2 separate regions of the Macaca mulatta genome follow, and region 2 is linked to region 1. Evidence: chromatin contacts called from public Hi-C data. All regions are on one chromosome and are shown on one strand. Each heading gives the region's core, a stretch centred on a gene start, on an enhancer-like site or on the middle of the called end of the contact. The rest is flanking DNA. Distances are from core to core; before and after follow the strand shown. Region 1 holds the start of JMJD4 (jumonji domain containing 4). Region 2 holds the start of ARF1 (ADP ribosylation factor 1).

Region 1 (7,294 bases), core at 2,413-4,912:
TCCACCCCCACACCCGTGGCCTCTCCAGGTACCCACAGGCCCTTCGAAGGCTACTCCAAAGGCAGGGAGGTGGCAGAGGCCAGCCCAGCCCAGCCCTCCCCTCTGGGTACCCAGAGGAAGGCCCTGGCCACTGGCTCCACAGCCCATCACCTGGAGGTGATGGAGGCCAACCCAGTCCTGCCTGGAGGCCCTGGTGAGCTTGCCCAGCGCTGCTCCAACCTCTTCCTGAGCCCACAGGGCAGAGCCAGGGGTGGCCCAATGGCCTGAGACGAGAGGACCGGGCTGAGAGGAGCCTCCAGAGAAGGCACATCAGACACAGACTCCTGTCAGCTCAGGCATCCTGGCCTAAGGAGGCAGGGCCCCCAAAAGAGCCAGGTCATGGCGCCATCTCCAAGCTCCCAGCAGGCCTGCTGCAGGTCAGAAGGGCCACATCCCTTCTTGGGTCCCTGACCTCATTGGGCCTCACCTGAAAACAGGCACCCAGGCAGTGGCCATGGACAGGCAGGCCACGAGCCTCGACAGGGATGGGCCCCAGGTCACAGGGAGGGCAGTCTTTATTTCTGGAAGGGCCCTGGAGCAGGAGGCTGCCTCTCATCCACCCGTCCTTCTGTCCTCAAGACAGGTGCTATGGGGCCACAGCGGCATCAACAGCCTCCCTCAGCTGCTGCAGCAGCTCTTTGGGACGCAGTGAGAACGCGCTGGTGTCCACTCTCTGGAAGCTGGGGTGTGCAACCAAGGAGGCCAGCACCTCTGTGATGCGCCCAGCATCAAAGGCTGCCTGTTCGAAGCCCAACCCAGCACCGTCCTCAGCGGCCGCCTCCCTCAGGACCAGGAGCCTCTTCTCAGCGATGACCTTGAGGAAGTGGTAAAACTCTTCAAAGTTGATGCCCGAGCAGGACCTCATGATGACCTGGGCAGAGGGAAGAGGCCAGTGAGATGACACCATGGACACAGTCCAAGTTGCAAAGGATCCAACATGCGCCCAGTCCCCAAGGACGAAGAGGGGACCAATAAGACAGAGGCGCTGAGAAGCCGGGCAGTGACCAAAGGAATCTGAGCCATGCAGCCTGAAAGCCTCCCCCAGGGCTCAGCCCAGGCTGTCCCACAGTCACAGCCGGCACCTACCCACAGCTCGGCCTGACAGCCACACCCGCCCTGAGCCTGAAGGCCTCCCAGGGACCTGGCACTGATAGCCTCCACACGCAGCTGCTCCACCTGGCAGTGGTGGTGCCAGTCAGGCATGGAGTCCCTCCACTCGCTGACCTCTTCCTGCACGGCACATAGCTCCTGCTGCAGGAAGCGCCACATGTTAGCCAGGTTGAAGCCATTGACCCAGTTGTGGTTGATGGAGATGGTGTCGTCCTGGAAGGGACACAGTACAGGCAGGCCTGAGCCCATGGCAGGTGCCCCCAACTAGCCCACATCTCCTGCACCAGGAACCCACTGTGGGGTCCAGCCCTCTGCAGCCAAGAAGGCCTTCCTGTCTCCCAGCAGGGCTTGCTCAGCAGGGAAGTGGGTGGTGGGCTCGGACCACCTCAGCCAGTGAACCCAGAGCAAGTAGACCCAGGGACCAGGAGGGGGTGAAACAGAGGTTAGGCCTCAGTGACACCACCTTGTGAAAGGGTCAGCCTCACCCATGAGCCACCCCATTCCAGCCCCACTCTGGCTGGGAGAGTGGGTAGGTGGTGCTGCCGTCTTCCTGCAGGAAAGCCCCTGATAGAGGGCAGGAGAGCAGCACATTACCAGGTTGTGCACCTGGTGGTGCCAGCCACTGGGCACAAACACCATCTCGCCCGCCTCCTGCGTGATCTCCAAGGGTGGGCCCGCAAGCTGGCTCCGCGGGTGCAGGTGCGTATCGCAGAGTGCTGGGGAGGTCACGTCATAGGGCAGGTTGCCATGGCGGTCCCGCAGGGCCTCTTCCTGCCCTGGGGGGAAGAGGAGCCACTTCTTCCTCCCACAGACATTGACAGACCAGCTGAAGGAGCGGAAGATGTCAGCATGGAATGGGGACCTGCAGCAGCAAGAGCGCCTGGTTCGTGCCCGTAGGGGCTGGTATGGGCTTTGTTTGGCACCCCAGAGGCCTGGTCCAACTGAAGGAGGGGTGGCCCCTTGGTCTCAAGGAATGGCACCCACTGTGAAGCCTGTGCCAAGCAGACCCCTCCTGCCACCCTGAGCCTCCCGGTCTGCTCCGTCACCGGGTCCCTTTGGGTTCCACATCTGTGGCCTCACCAGCTGCCTGCAGGCCCTGCGTAGACAAAGCGGTAGTCATCCACATCCAGTGCGTCCCAGAACTCATTCAGCCAGTCGGATGAGAAGTACACAGGCAGGGTGAAAACGTCCTCCACCGGGAAGTCCCTGTGAGGAGGGCGCAAGGGCACCATCGACAGCACGTGAGGCACGAGGACTAGGGCAGCACGAGTGGGGCAACTGAGATCACTTGGCTTCAGTGGAGCTTTCAGATGGCTGCAGCCCCCAAAGAGCCCCAGCACCTACTCTGAGCCAGCTGCTGGTGGGGGAGTGGGGTGGGGGCAGTCTGACCACAATGGTTCTGCTTATGAAAAAGTACTGATCATGCCTATAATCCCAGTGCTTTGAGATGCTGAGGTGGATGCATCACTTGAGCTCAGGAGTTCAAGAACAGCCTGGGCAATATGGCGAAACGTAGTCTCTTAAAAAAAAAAAAAAAAAAAAAAATAGCCGGGCGTGGAGGTGCATGCCTGTAATCCCGGCTACTAGGGAGGCTGAGGGGATCTATCTCAAAAAAAAAAATAAAATAAAATAAATAAAACATACTGATCTCCCAAAGAAGAACACTTGCAGCCATGCGGAAGACAATCCAGTTTCTTTTAAACAGATTAAAGTGCCTCATGGGGAAAAATAGTTCCTCTTTGTGCAGCCGGGGGCCACCTTCATCAGAAAGGCCTCTGGGTTCCCGCAGCGCTAGGGAAGGCAGCGCCTCGGTGCGTCCCAAACCCCATTACCTGCACAGGTGCCAGTCTTTGAGGTAGAGACAGCCCCTGGGAGAGGAGTAGCCCCCCTCGATGTACTCTTTCCAGTAGGTGATGTAGTCTCTGAGAGGCATGTGCTCTTTGGGGTTCGAGTTGTATTCTTGGACCCCACAGTTTGCAACTGGTACAACCACGTCTCCTGAAATGAAAGTCAGGGACGGTCCATGCCATCTCCCTGGGCCCCGTCCTCACTCCAAACCGTCTGCAGAGGAACTCTCCAGGGCCACGCGCCTGGCCCCCCTCACCCTCCCTGGTGCCCTCTCTAGGCAAAGGCCTCCTGGGCCTGGGTCCCGCCGGCCTGTCCTCCCCGCCCGGGGTCTGTGCCCGCCGCCCCACCGTAGGTCCGTAGCAGGTGGTCGAAGTCGGGCCTCCCCGCGGGCGTCACCCAGCGCCGCCGGCTGCCCCAGCCCTGCGTGAAGGCGCTGGAGAACACGCAGGGCAGGTTGGGCAGGAGGAAGCCCCGCACAAAGTCGGCGTAGGAGAAGGCGCCCGGCTCCGAGACGAAGGCTACCCGGCCTGGAGCCTGGCCGACGCCGGGGACACCACCCCCCAGGCCTCGGAAGTGGCGGTCAGCAAGGGCGAGCGTCTCGCGGTCCATCCAGCTCCGCACGGGTCGAAGGACCCTCCTCCTCACTTCCGCCGGAGCGGAAACGGTAAGGACCAGCCTCGAAACCAGAAGACAGAGAGCGCCGCGTTTCCGCCCGACCAGCCCCTGGGGCTTCGGCCCTACACGCATGCGCGCGGCTCGCCGCTGTCTTCACTGCGCAGGCGCCGAGGGGTAGAGGCGCCGCGAACGCCTGTGGGTCACGTCTGGCTTTTCCCAGGTGAGCGACAACGGTGGTCTGTTTGGGGCCCGGCCCAAGCCGTAGCGTACTCCCTCGGCTCAGTCCGCGCGCTGTGGCTGACACCCCGAGTCCTCCTTCCCACATCCCCGGGGGGTGGGGAGTATGCGGGCTGCGCTGGAAGAGGGGCGGAGACAGAGGCGGTTCTAGGGGTGGGAGTGCGGTGGTGCGGGGGCGCCCATGGATGGTGGGACCCAGAGGGAGAGCTGGGGGGCCCTGGAATGGTGGGATCTGGCGGACATGGTAGGGTCCTGGAGGGGACGGTGGGGACCTGGAGAGGACGGTGGCACTTGGAGGGGATGGAGACAGTGGGGATCTGGAGGGGACGGTGGGACCTGTAGTGGATGGAAAGAGTTGGGACCTGGAGGGGATGGGAAGAGTGGGGACCTGGAGGGGATGGTGGGATCTGGAGGGGATGGGGAGAGTGGGGACCTGGAGGGGATGGTGGGATCTGGAGGGGATGGGGACAAGTGGGGACCTGGTGAGGACGGTGGGGACCTGGAGAGGACGGTGGCACTTGAAGGAGATGGGGACATTGGGGACCTGGAGGGGACAGTGGGGATCTGGAGGGGATGGTAGCACTTGGAGGGGATGGAGACAGTGGGGACCTGGAGGGATCAGTGGCACCTGGAGGGGACAGTGGGATCTAGAGAGGATGGTGGGGACCTGGAGGAAAATGGTGGGGGGGGGGGCTGGAGGGGGCAGGGTAACCTAGATGGGAGAATGGGGCCCACAGAGGACCTGGAGGGCATGGCAAGGGGCCCCAGGGGATGACGGGTGTCTGGAGAAGATGGTGGGGAATGAGGGAGGGTGTGAAATGAAGGTGTGGTGGGAGTGTGGGTAGGCATTTGGGGCTGTGTACACATGAGCGGGGCTGAAATGGGAGGACGTTGGAGTAGTGACATGAGTAGTGTTTTGCCAAGCTTACAACTGGAGTTACCCCAAAAGTGGTGGCAAGGGAGTTTCCCACACTGTCCTCAGGTGGGACCAGTTGGGATACCAAAGAAAGAAGTGCTAAATGCATGGTGAGCCCAGGGCGGTTTTTTTGGTGGGGGATAGGGGGGAGACAGGGTGTGCAGTGGCGCAATCACAGCTTACTGCAGCCTCCACCTCCTGGGCTTGACTAATTCTCCTGCTTCAGCCTCCCAAGTAGCTGGGACTACAGGCATGAGCCACTATGCCCAGCTTAGTTTTCTGGGTTTGTTTTTTTTTTTTTTTTTGTAGAGACAGGGTCTCTGTGTTGCCCAAGCCAGTGTCGAACTCTTGGGCTCAAGCGATCCTCCTGCCTTGGCCTCCCTGAGTGCTGAGATTACAGGTGTGAGCCACTGCGCCAGGCCCTGCCTAGAACTTTTGTTAGGGGAACTTTCATATAGAGTGGGCTGCAGCAGTCCTCGAGATGGGCAGTAAGGGAAAAGGGATGTCCTGCCTAGGTATGTCTCTTGGAAGAGGGATGGGTTATGCAGTTTATAGGAAGGTTTCAGGAATTTGGCTCAGGGCCAAGGTCATTTTCTTTGTAGTAAACCTAGATCCTTTCTTCCATGCCTGGAAATGTTCAAGGCCCTGGATTGGGTTGAAGCCTGGTGGGGAAAACCTGTGGTTGGGGCACAGAGGGGTCAGGGTACTCTGTGATTTTCAGCCAGGACACAGAAGTGGGGGCCAAGGGGGACCCTGTGTGATGTATGTCTTGGTGTGCTGGAGAAATCAGCTCAGACCTACCCACATGGATGCAGAGGGGAAGATAGCAGATTTATTGCCCATGAAGCCTGGCAGGCTGTGTGCGCATAGGCGCTCTGTGAGAGAGTGCAGAGTCTGGGCAGCATTTCCCAGGCATCTTGACAGGGAGACGGAAGGAGGAGCAGTTAGAACCGCTCATCTCTCGCAGAGAAAGGAGAGGCAGCTTGTGCTGGTTTGCACACAGTGAGAGGCCTTTGAGTTAGGTTTGGAGGTCTGATGACAGTCTAGGGGCCATCAGACCGTGACTGTGTCTTGTAAAATGTGGACACTGGGCTGTCTCATTCCAGACCAAACAGGCATGCTAAGGGAGAGAGGGGCACCTGCCTTCCCTTTATGAAGCAATGGAAATGTTTTATTTACCCTTATGAGTGGGGATACGGGAGGTTCTAGGAGTGCTGGGGCTCAGCCTTGCTGGAAGACTCTTTCCAAGGGGTGTGAGGTTTACCCAGGAGAACAGGGAGGAGCAGAAGAGGGAGGACCAAGGTCTGAGGAGTTGGAGGGAGGACTAGGAGGAAAGTGAGTTTTGGGAGTCTGAGTCCAGGTAAAGGTGGGTTATGGGGGCAGGGACAGGAGGTGGAGAGTTGTTTTGGGGATTGTGTGATTCAGTGTGTGCTATGGTCCCTTCCTGGTCAGCCCCATTGTGACTTGTGTGGTCACGGTATGCAATCGTTTATTGGTTTTTTTTTTTTTTTTTACACTAGAGAATCAGAATGTCTGGAGAAGTTACAGTGCGGAGAAAGAATCACCTCCAGTTCCATCCAGAGACGAGTGGGTTTTTTTGGTTTGTTTGTTTGTTTGGTTTTTGAGATGGCATCTTACTCTGTCGCCCAGGCTGGAGTGCAATGGCACGATTTTGGCTCACTGCAACCTCCACCTCCCAGGTTCAAGTGATTCTCCTGCCTCAGCCTCCTGAGTAGCGGGGATTACAGGCGCGTACCACCATGCCCGGCTAATTTTTGTATTTTTAGTAGAGACAGGTTTCACCATGTTGGTCAGGCTGGTCTCGAACTCCTGACCTTGTGATCTGCCCGACTTGGCCTCCCAAAGTGCTGGGATTACAGGCATGAGCCACCACGCCTGACTGAGATGACCAGTTTTTATTTCCTGGTGCAGAGCTGGCTTTTCCACGTTCCTTCACATTCATTCATTCCTTCATTCTCGCTCTCTGCTCTTCTGTCCCCCCAGTCCTTGCCTATACGTTCACGCGCATGTGCACACACACACACACACAGAGTCTCTTTCTCCATCGTGTATGATATACATATGTAAACTTTTGCTGCTTTTAGCCTTTTGTTTTTTACTTGACAATATGCTGTAGCATCTTGCCACATATTGACCTCAATATTGACAAATTGACCTTAATCGACCTTGGTCCCTGGTCCGCAGGGTGCCCCCTGGGGTCAGTGTCACTGCTGTATACACAGGAGGCCTGGAGTGTTATCAGCCCTCATGGAACTGGAACACAGGCTTGTGTCACCCAGAGCCCCCTAGGTCAGCCCTGGGATCGCTTGGGAATGGCAAGAAATCCACATTCTTGGGCCCCACACAGTACTCCATTAGGTTGTTTTTATTGTTTTTGTTTTAAGACAGGGTCTTCCATTGTCACTCAGGCTGGAGTGCAGTAGTACAATCTTGGCTCACTGCAACTTCTGCCTTCTGGGCCGAAGTGATCCTCCTACCTCAGCCTCCCAGAGTGCTGAGATTACAGGT
Region 2 (7,335 bases), core at 2,362-4,861, 320 kb after region 1:
AACTGTAATTTCCTAAGCCATTATGTAGTGCAGGCAATCCCCTGGAACCCCCACCACTGGCCACCAGCTTCCCGAATGACCCCAGACCCCAGCCCAGGCTCAGAAGGCAGGGCAGGGCCACCCTGAGCTGGGAGGTGGGGGCCTCTCCCAGGGCCCATGCAGTCAGAACAGCCATAATAATTCCTGTGGCATGCTCCAGGTCCTGTAGTGTGACCAGCCAGAGGGTAGGCTTTGGGTATGGGTCTGGGGGAGAAGGAAACAGGGCCAGGCAGAGGGGACAGCAAGGTCCTATCCCCGCCTCACCCCCCAGAGACGTCTTTAAGGGTATGAATTCTTCCTGCCACAGGTCTTAGCGGTTGAGTGTTTGGACTAAGTCCTGAGCGTGACGAGAAAGTACTGATTCTGGTGGAGGCAGTGCCACCCCGCAGAATGCCCTGGCATCTTGCAGTATGATTCTCCAGCTTTAGCCCATCTATAGTCTCCCAACAGAGAGAGCCGGCAGAGCAACCATGTGGGAGACAGAGTGGGGCAGGAAATCCAGAGAGGAGAACTCTGTCCTGGGATGCCTGGTGTAGTAGTGAGCTGCCCATCACTGGAGGAATCCAAGATAACATTGCAGTCTGCAGAGGCACCAAAGCGCTTGTTCCCCAAGAGGGAGGGCAGGGCTGGGGAAAGACTAAAGGTGTTGGCAATAAGCAGACTTGGGCATGGAGTAGTCAAGCTTCAGAGGGGTTTCATCCTAGCTGGGTGACATCAGGTACATGTGAGACCTCTCTGAACATCTGTGACCTGGCTCAAATGCCGCACACTTCATAGTCCTGCACTCAGAGGTTGACCAAAGTGCCTGCCAGGCCTGAGGTGGGCTGGGGTCCCCTTCACCTAGCCACAATGGCTGCCTACTAGGTCTCCAACATGGGTATTCCCGCTTCTTTGCTCCAGACAGCTCATCTGTCCCTCTAGCCGCATTCCCTAGGAGGCCAGCCCGTTCCGTTGTTTGGCATCCGTGTCTCTGACCTGGTTCTCAGGTGCAGCCACCCCCAGAAGAGAGAAGCCCAGCCCCACCTGAGCTGGCATCTTTGAGACTGACAGCGGAGGCAGCCACAAAGGCTGGAGGGTCCCTGTCCAGCCTGGCCCCCAATGCCCTCCCTCTAGCCAGCTCATCCCACCCCTCTTGGCTAAACCTCATCTGATCCCAGGGACCTCAGAGTAGAGAGAAAGGGATCCCTACTCCCTAGGCAGTGTTGGGAGAGCACCAGGGCCTCAATTTCCCCAGGAAATCACTGCCTGACACTTCTTAGCTCCCTAGTGGGTCTCCTTCCAGGGGCAGAAATCTGGGTGTGACTACCTGGGCTCCCCTGCGCCTGTCTGGCTTGAAGACATCACTTTTGTCCTGGTGGTGGTGGGGAGGCCAAACCAGGAGCACAGAATCAGCGGAAAGGGACTTTTTAAAAAATTATTATTATTTGCAGACAGGGTCTCACTCTGCCACCCAGGCTGGAGTGCAGTGGCAGAGTCCTAGGTCACTGTAACCTTGAACTTCTGGGCCCAAGCGATCCTCCCACCTCAGCCTCCCAAGTAGCTGGAACTACAGGTGTGTGTCACCATACCTGGCTATCTTTGTAAAATTTTTGTAGAGATGGGGTCTCATCATGTTGCCCAGGCTGGGGAAGGTACATTTCTTAACCCTAGGGCTGTGTATACAGAAATCCATTTTATTACTTTTTAAACTGTGCATGTATCTGACATACACTCTTTCCTGTCTGCATTTTTTCACATTTAAAATAAAATATTTTAAAGGGGCCAGGCACGGGGGCTCACACCTGTAATCCCAGCACTTTGGGAGGCCAAGGCGGGTGGATCACCTGAGATCAGGAGTTCGAGACCAGCCATGGCCAACATGGTGAAACCCTGTCTCCACTAAAAATACAAAAATTAGTTGGGCGTAGGGGCAGGCGCCTGCAATCCCAGCTACTTGGGAGGCTGAGGCAGCAGAATTGCTTGAACCCAGGAGGCGGAGATTGCAGTGAGCCAAGATTGTGTCACTGCACTCCAGTATGGGCGACAGAGCAAGATTCCATCTCAAAAAAAGAAAAAAAAAAATAGAGTATTTTAAAGGAAGGGGAAGCAGGCTCTGGTTCCCACACAATCCCCACTCAGTGACACTGGAGCCACCCCTGGCCATGCTCTGCCATCAGAGAACCAAAGCCAGGTCCCTTCAGCCCTAAAGTGGCCATAACCACATGTATCCCCCATGAAATGTCCGAGCATGGTCCAGTTCTGGCTGAGCGGGAGAGGCAGCACAATCAGAAGGCTCCACAGGCATCCACACCCCTCCCTGGGGCTTTCCAAGAGTATCTGAGATGCCTGTAGGGTGGGAGGGAGACATCCTTCCCCTAAACAGACAACCTGCCGCAGCTTCACAGAGGTGAGATTTCAGAGGGGAGCCCCAGGCAGAAAAAGGGACTGAATTTGGGGGCAGGAGGGTCACCACTTCTGGGGTCCTTCGAAGCCCCCGCAGGTGCAGCCCTGGGGGAGAACTCCGACTATCGCAGCCTGCAGTGGCAGTGAGGATGCCCTGCCCAAGGGGCAAGCAAGGTAGGTGATGGCGGCAGCAAAGGGGCGCAGGAGGCCTGGGCCAGGCCCAGTGACCCCACCCCTCAGGCCCTGCCCCCGGGCCTCCCCCTGGACAAATCAGGTTGATTCCCGACCTCCAGAATACCCAGAGAACTGTGCTGCACGGACGCTCTCCCACAAGCCCAATCCCTCACAGCTGCACAAGGGAAGAGGCAAGAAGACCTGAGGGTGGTGGGCAGAGCCAGGCCTCTGTTCCCTTCTGACCAATCCAGGAGGGCTTCCTGGGAGCGGGGTCTCCTCCGCCTCAACTGGATCTCAGCTGAAAGGCCAGCTCATTAGAGACCGCTGTGACCTCCCTTCTGGGCACCACCCCCACAGCCCCGGCCTCCCCCCGGGGTCCCCAGGCCACCTCCTCCTTTGCTTCATCTGTAGCCAACTCCCCGGCATGAGCCCAGGCATGAGCCCGCGCGAGTCACTGCGGCCGCCGGGGCGCCGAGGCCAGTGCGGGGACATAGCAGGCCTCCCTCCTTCGGACCTTCCGCCGAGGCCCCGCGAGTGCCACAGGTTTCCACAGGGCCGGGGCACACGGACCCGCGCAGCCTGGGAGCCAGGGACCCCAATCCCAGCGAAGGGGCGCCTCGCACCCCAGTCCTCACGCGGTCCCCGAGGGCTCGCGGTGACTGCCGGGTCGGGGAGGAGGAGGGTGGCAACCCGGCCCCGCCGCTCCAGTTGCTGCAGCAGCCCCCCGGGCCTCAGTCTCCGAATCTGCCAAACGGGCGTGTGGCAGCCACAAGGTGTCTTTTCGGAAGACTCACAGGCGCAGGCGCAGACGGGTGCGCACCCCTAAGGCGCGCGCGAGCTAGGACCTCGGCCCGGGGCTGGGTGTCCCCGGCCCCGCCCCCTGCAGCCCTTCTGGAGCCAGCGCGCCTGCGTCGCGGGCGCACGGGGGGCGGAGCTCCCGGCGTCTCCGCCTCTTACCCGACGTTCCCCGCGCCCGCAGGCGCTGACGTGGCCGCCGTCAGAGCCGCCATCTTGTGGGAGCGAAACCAACGCCTGGCTCGAAGCAGCAGCTTCTGAGGTGAGGGCGAGGGGCGCGGGTCGGTGTGGGCCGCACACAAGTTGGAGCCGGCGGGGTCTGGGGACTGGCCTCGGGGCGACTTGAGGTTCGCGAAGGGCACCTCGATCCCGGCGGCGGCGGCGGCGACAGGGCCGGGCCGGGGGCGGACGAGGACGGGCCGGGCTGAGGCTGGGGAGTCGGGGCTGGGAGGGCGGGCGGGTCGGTGAGCTCCTCGCGCCCCTCACAGGTTCCCGGAGTCGCCCGCGGCCCCTTGTCCTCCTCTGCCAGTCCCTGCCCCCGCCCGTCGCCCGGAAGTCAGCCGGGACGCCAGGCTCTTCTCCAGGAAACCTGGGCTTCCTGCTTCCCTCACCTCTGCCCCTCACGTTTCCCGAGGCCGCCCGCGCGTGGAGGGTTGGGGTTAGCGGTCTCGGGGGCCGGTGGGGGTTGTGGGGCCTCCTCCACCCGAGTACAGGCTAGCGAGCGGCATCCGGGCGGACCGCTGCCTCGGGGACCGGGAAACTGAGGCTCAGGCGGCCCCAAGACACCGTCAAGGTCACGTAGGTGGTGGGGGCTTGCACCTTCGCCTCCCGACTCCATCCAGTTCGTGTTTCTTCTGAGGAAGGCACTGGGTCAGGGGCGGTGAGAGCGAGCGGGCGGGCAGTGGACAGGGACCCTGCGCCTTTCCCTGTCTGCTGAACGGAATGCGTGGACCTCCGGGGAAGCCCAGAGTGCCTCCCTTCACAACAGTGAGACGCGATTTGGGGTCAGTATGAAGTCTCCGGTGGCTTCCAGAGGGCCGGTCGATGTTCGCTTTAACTCCAGGGTGGTTTCCTTGACGTTGTCGGCAGTAGATAAGAAGGCCTCTTTTGAGCTGGTGAATCTTTAACTTGCCTGCGGAACGACCTGCTCGTAGACTCTAGGCCGCAGAGGCCGGCCCCAGCGCTCTCTCGGGGCACAGCCTGGGTGGTTACGGCTTGTGAGATTGGGTCTGTACAGCCGTGCGCACCTAGAGTGTTAGATAACCATTCCGACGGCACTTCCTGGCGGACTCCCTTTCCGTCCAGGCAGCCAGTTGCTGCTTTGCAGGAATTGAGCAGAAATGCGCTCGGAATCGCGGGCAGAAAAAGAAGGGAGGTCGGAGTCTTTGGATGGTCCCCGAAGTCGCCGCCTAGTTTAGAGCTGTAGAGTTGGTGCCACTGCCCCTATTGGAGTGGGCAGTTGTATTTCTTGTTTCAGAACTAGTGGTCAGCAGTTTTCTCTGCCGCCGGTTGTTGCAAGGCTGGTGGTTCTGGCGTTTTCCGCAGTGTGTTGGGAGGAGTGTGAGATGCCGAGGTGCGGTTGTGTGCGGCCCCTGTGGCCCTCTGCTTTTGCGTTAGCCATTGTCTAACACGTGTGACTGCATGGATGATGTCCTCATTTAATTTGAATTTTCACCAGCACTACCAAGGTAGCCAGAACCATAAGGTCCTGAAATGCCGTACTATTAGCTGGGTCCAAAATTGAGAAGAATTGAGTAGTATAAATGTTAGTATACACATCTGATTGGCCACATTGTTAGAGGTGTGTTGTCCACGTTTTCACATGTTGGTAGACCGGAGAATATCTGTCACTTGTCTTTAGGTGTATCTTGTTGAAAATAAATCCAAATCATTGCAGCAGTAGGAATATGCTGTTGCCTGTCAGGCAGTTTTTCAGATTTGCTAGTTGAAAAAGATTTGAAACAGTTGGTTTGGACAACAGCTGAGTCACAGAATGACTGTGAGTGAAAAGCAAAAACTGGTTCTGTGCCCCTCACAGTTCTGATTTTGTACATCATGTAGTCTAGCTATGCGCTGTACCTCTTGCACAATATGGAGAGGACATTCAGACATCTTCACCTGCTCATCTGCCCCTACAGACTGGACAGGCTTGAAACTATAGCTTCGAAGATGCATTTGGCCTTTCATTTTTCACTTCAGTAAAATTTAATATGGACTGTCAGCTGCTGCAGTGATCATAGAAGTAGACCTAACTAAGAGAAAAAAACCTGTTGTGCAAGTTCACACGCAAAGTATATGACTGTGGTTTCAGAGAGTTGAAGCAGTTTTTTCTAGATTCTTCAAATTAAATGTCTCATTGGTGTATTTAAACCAGCTCTTACTCACAGGCCATGCTCACCAAGCTTTTGTACACACTTCTTCCTGAGCTGTGACCATTCTCTTGAGCAAGAGGCTGCAGCCAGCCTGGGCTGGCAGGCCCATACTGTCTCTCATAGGCATTCTGTCCTCTCCCCCTGACCTTTCACCTCGGTAAACTCAAGAGGGTGAAAGGAAGTAGAGTGCACTGTCAGAGGTAATTGGGAGAGAAACAGGAAAAGGCCTTGCAGTGGGGATCTTAAATTATGAGAACTTGTGTTTTCTGTGTTGTGCCTGCTCCTCATTGGTGTGGTTGGTTGGTAGGGGTATCCTGCCTGTAGCATCTGAAGTGGTCTTTTGGAAAAGGTTTAGCCCCTTCATGTTGGGATTCCAGGATTTGCCTTCATCCTCAGGTTCGTATTTTCCTGTGGTTGTTATAAACTCTTTAAGGCATAGTTGCACTTATCACCTTACAGCTGTGCAGGTGCCCAGCACCGTCTTGGAAGGTAGTTTCACATTCTCAGGTGGGTCAGATGACCTTGTTAGCAACTTGACAGACATGTCCTGGATGTTTTTTGTTCCCAAGAGGCTCTCAGGTCCTCCCCCAGGGTCCTGTCACTCAACCATCTACAGGGATGAGAAGACAGTAAGGCTGGCTGATTAGCCATAATGTCCTTGACTAATCCTGGTTTCCTGGTTCTCACACAGTGGTAACAAGGGCTTGCAGCCGGTTGTCAGCCAACAGACTGGGAAAGGTGGTGCTTCTTACAGGCCCTGATAACAGGAAAAGCCTAAATGACATCAAGAGAAGAGACAGGGAAAGCATAAAAGGCAGATTTTCACAGGCACAGCAATTGAGAATGATTCTGTTTAGAAGGCAGACGTTCTCCCACACCCCGGAGGCCCAGGGCTCACTGTTAGTGTACAGCATGAAGTGAACGGGAGACTTGATTCAGTCCATGAACATTTCAGGAAGTTAGAAGTCTGTAGTTGTGGATTGCAAAATACATATCTGGCCTGCCTCCCATTTCCTGCCATACAACTACTAAAATACTTGGAATCTCCAAAGTGATGATGTCTTTTTGTACCCTAATGAGTTGACCAGTGACGGGCAGCCCCTACGAAACTTCAGGGTAGGGCTAGTCACGGGGCCAAGGTAGGATTAGAGGGTTTCAGCCCCACCCTCCAATTTCCCCAGAGTGGAGAGGGACTGAAGATTGAGCTGGTCACCAGTAGCCAATAATTTAATCAATCACACTAATATCATGAAGCCACACTTTTGCCTTCAGTAGTTAACAGCATCTACAGCCCCGTGTTTCCACATTTGTACAAAGGAATGTTCAGACTGAACCACACTTAAGTACAATTCTGAAATAGCATGAAATTCCTTGTTGATGGGAAATACCCAAAAGGCCTGCCTGGGCTTTCAGAGAGCTTCCAGAAAGCTGAATTCATGGAGGTTCCTGGAGGGTGGCACGCCCAGGAGGGCAAGGTAGCTCCGTGTCTCTTCCCTCATACCCCACCCTATGCATCTCTCCATCTGTATCCTTTGTAATATCCTTTATGAAAAACCAGTAAACTTTAGTGTTT

Evidence for each region. A called contact is a pair of places that touch in the nucleus more often than the background predicts.
Region 2: a Hi-C map of liver shows a contact between it and region 1, with 2.5 times the contacts expected there. The contact joins the promoter of ARF1 here to the promoter of JMJD4 in region 1. A contact is called at or near these places in 2 of 14 Hi-C or Micro-C datasets (CD4 T cells and liver).

The regions. Positions count from the first base shown.
Region 1 is chr1:85,508,673-85,515,966 of T2T-MMU8v2.0, forward strand. JMJD4 (jumonji domain containing 4) reads right to left here and starts at 3,663. Exons shown (of 6, transcript XM_077939134.1): 1 at 3,345-3,663; 2 at 2,982-3,147; 3 at 2,230-2,355; 4 at 1,744-2,011; 5 at 1,181-1,362; 6 at 1-910. The coding sequence starts at 3,606. The coding sequence ends at 901. All of the region lies in intron 1 of SNAP47 (synaptosome associated protein 47), which reads left to right.
Region 2 is chr1:85,832,449-85,839,783 of T2T-MMU8v2.0, forward strand. It overlaps ARF1 (ADP ribosylation factor 1), which reads left to right and starts at 3,612. Exons shown (of 5, transcript NM_001193287.1): 1 at 3,612-3,652.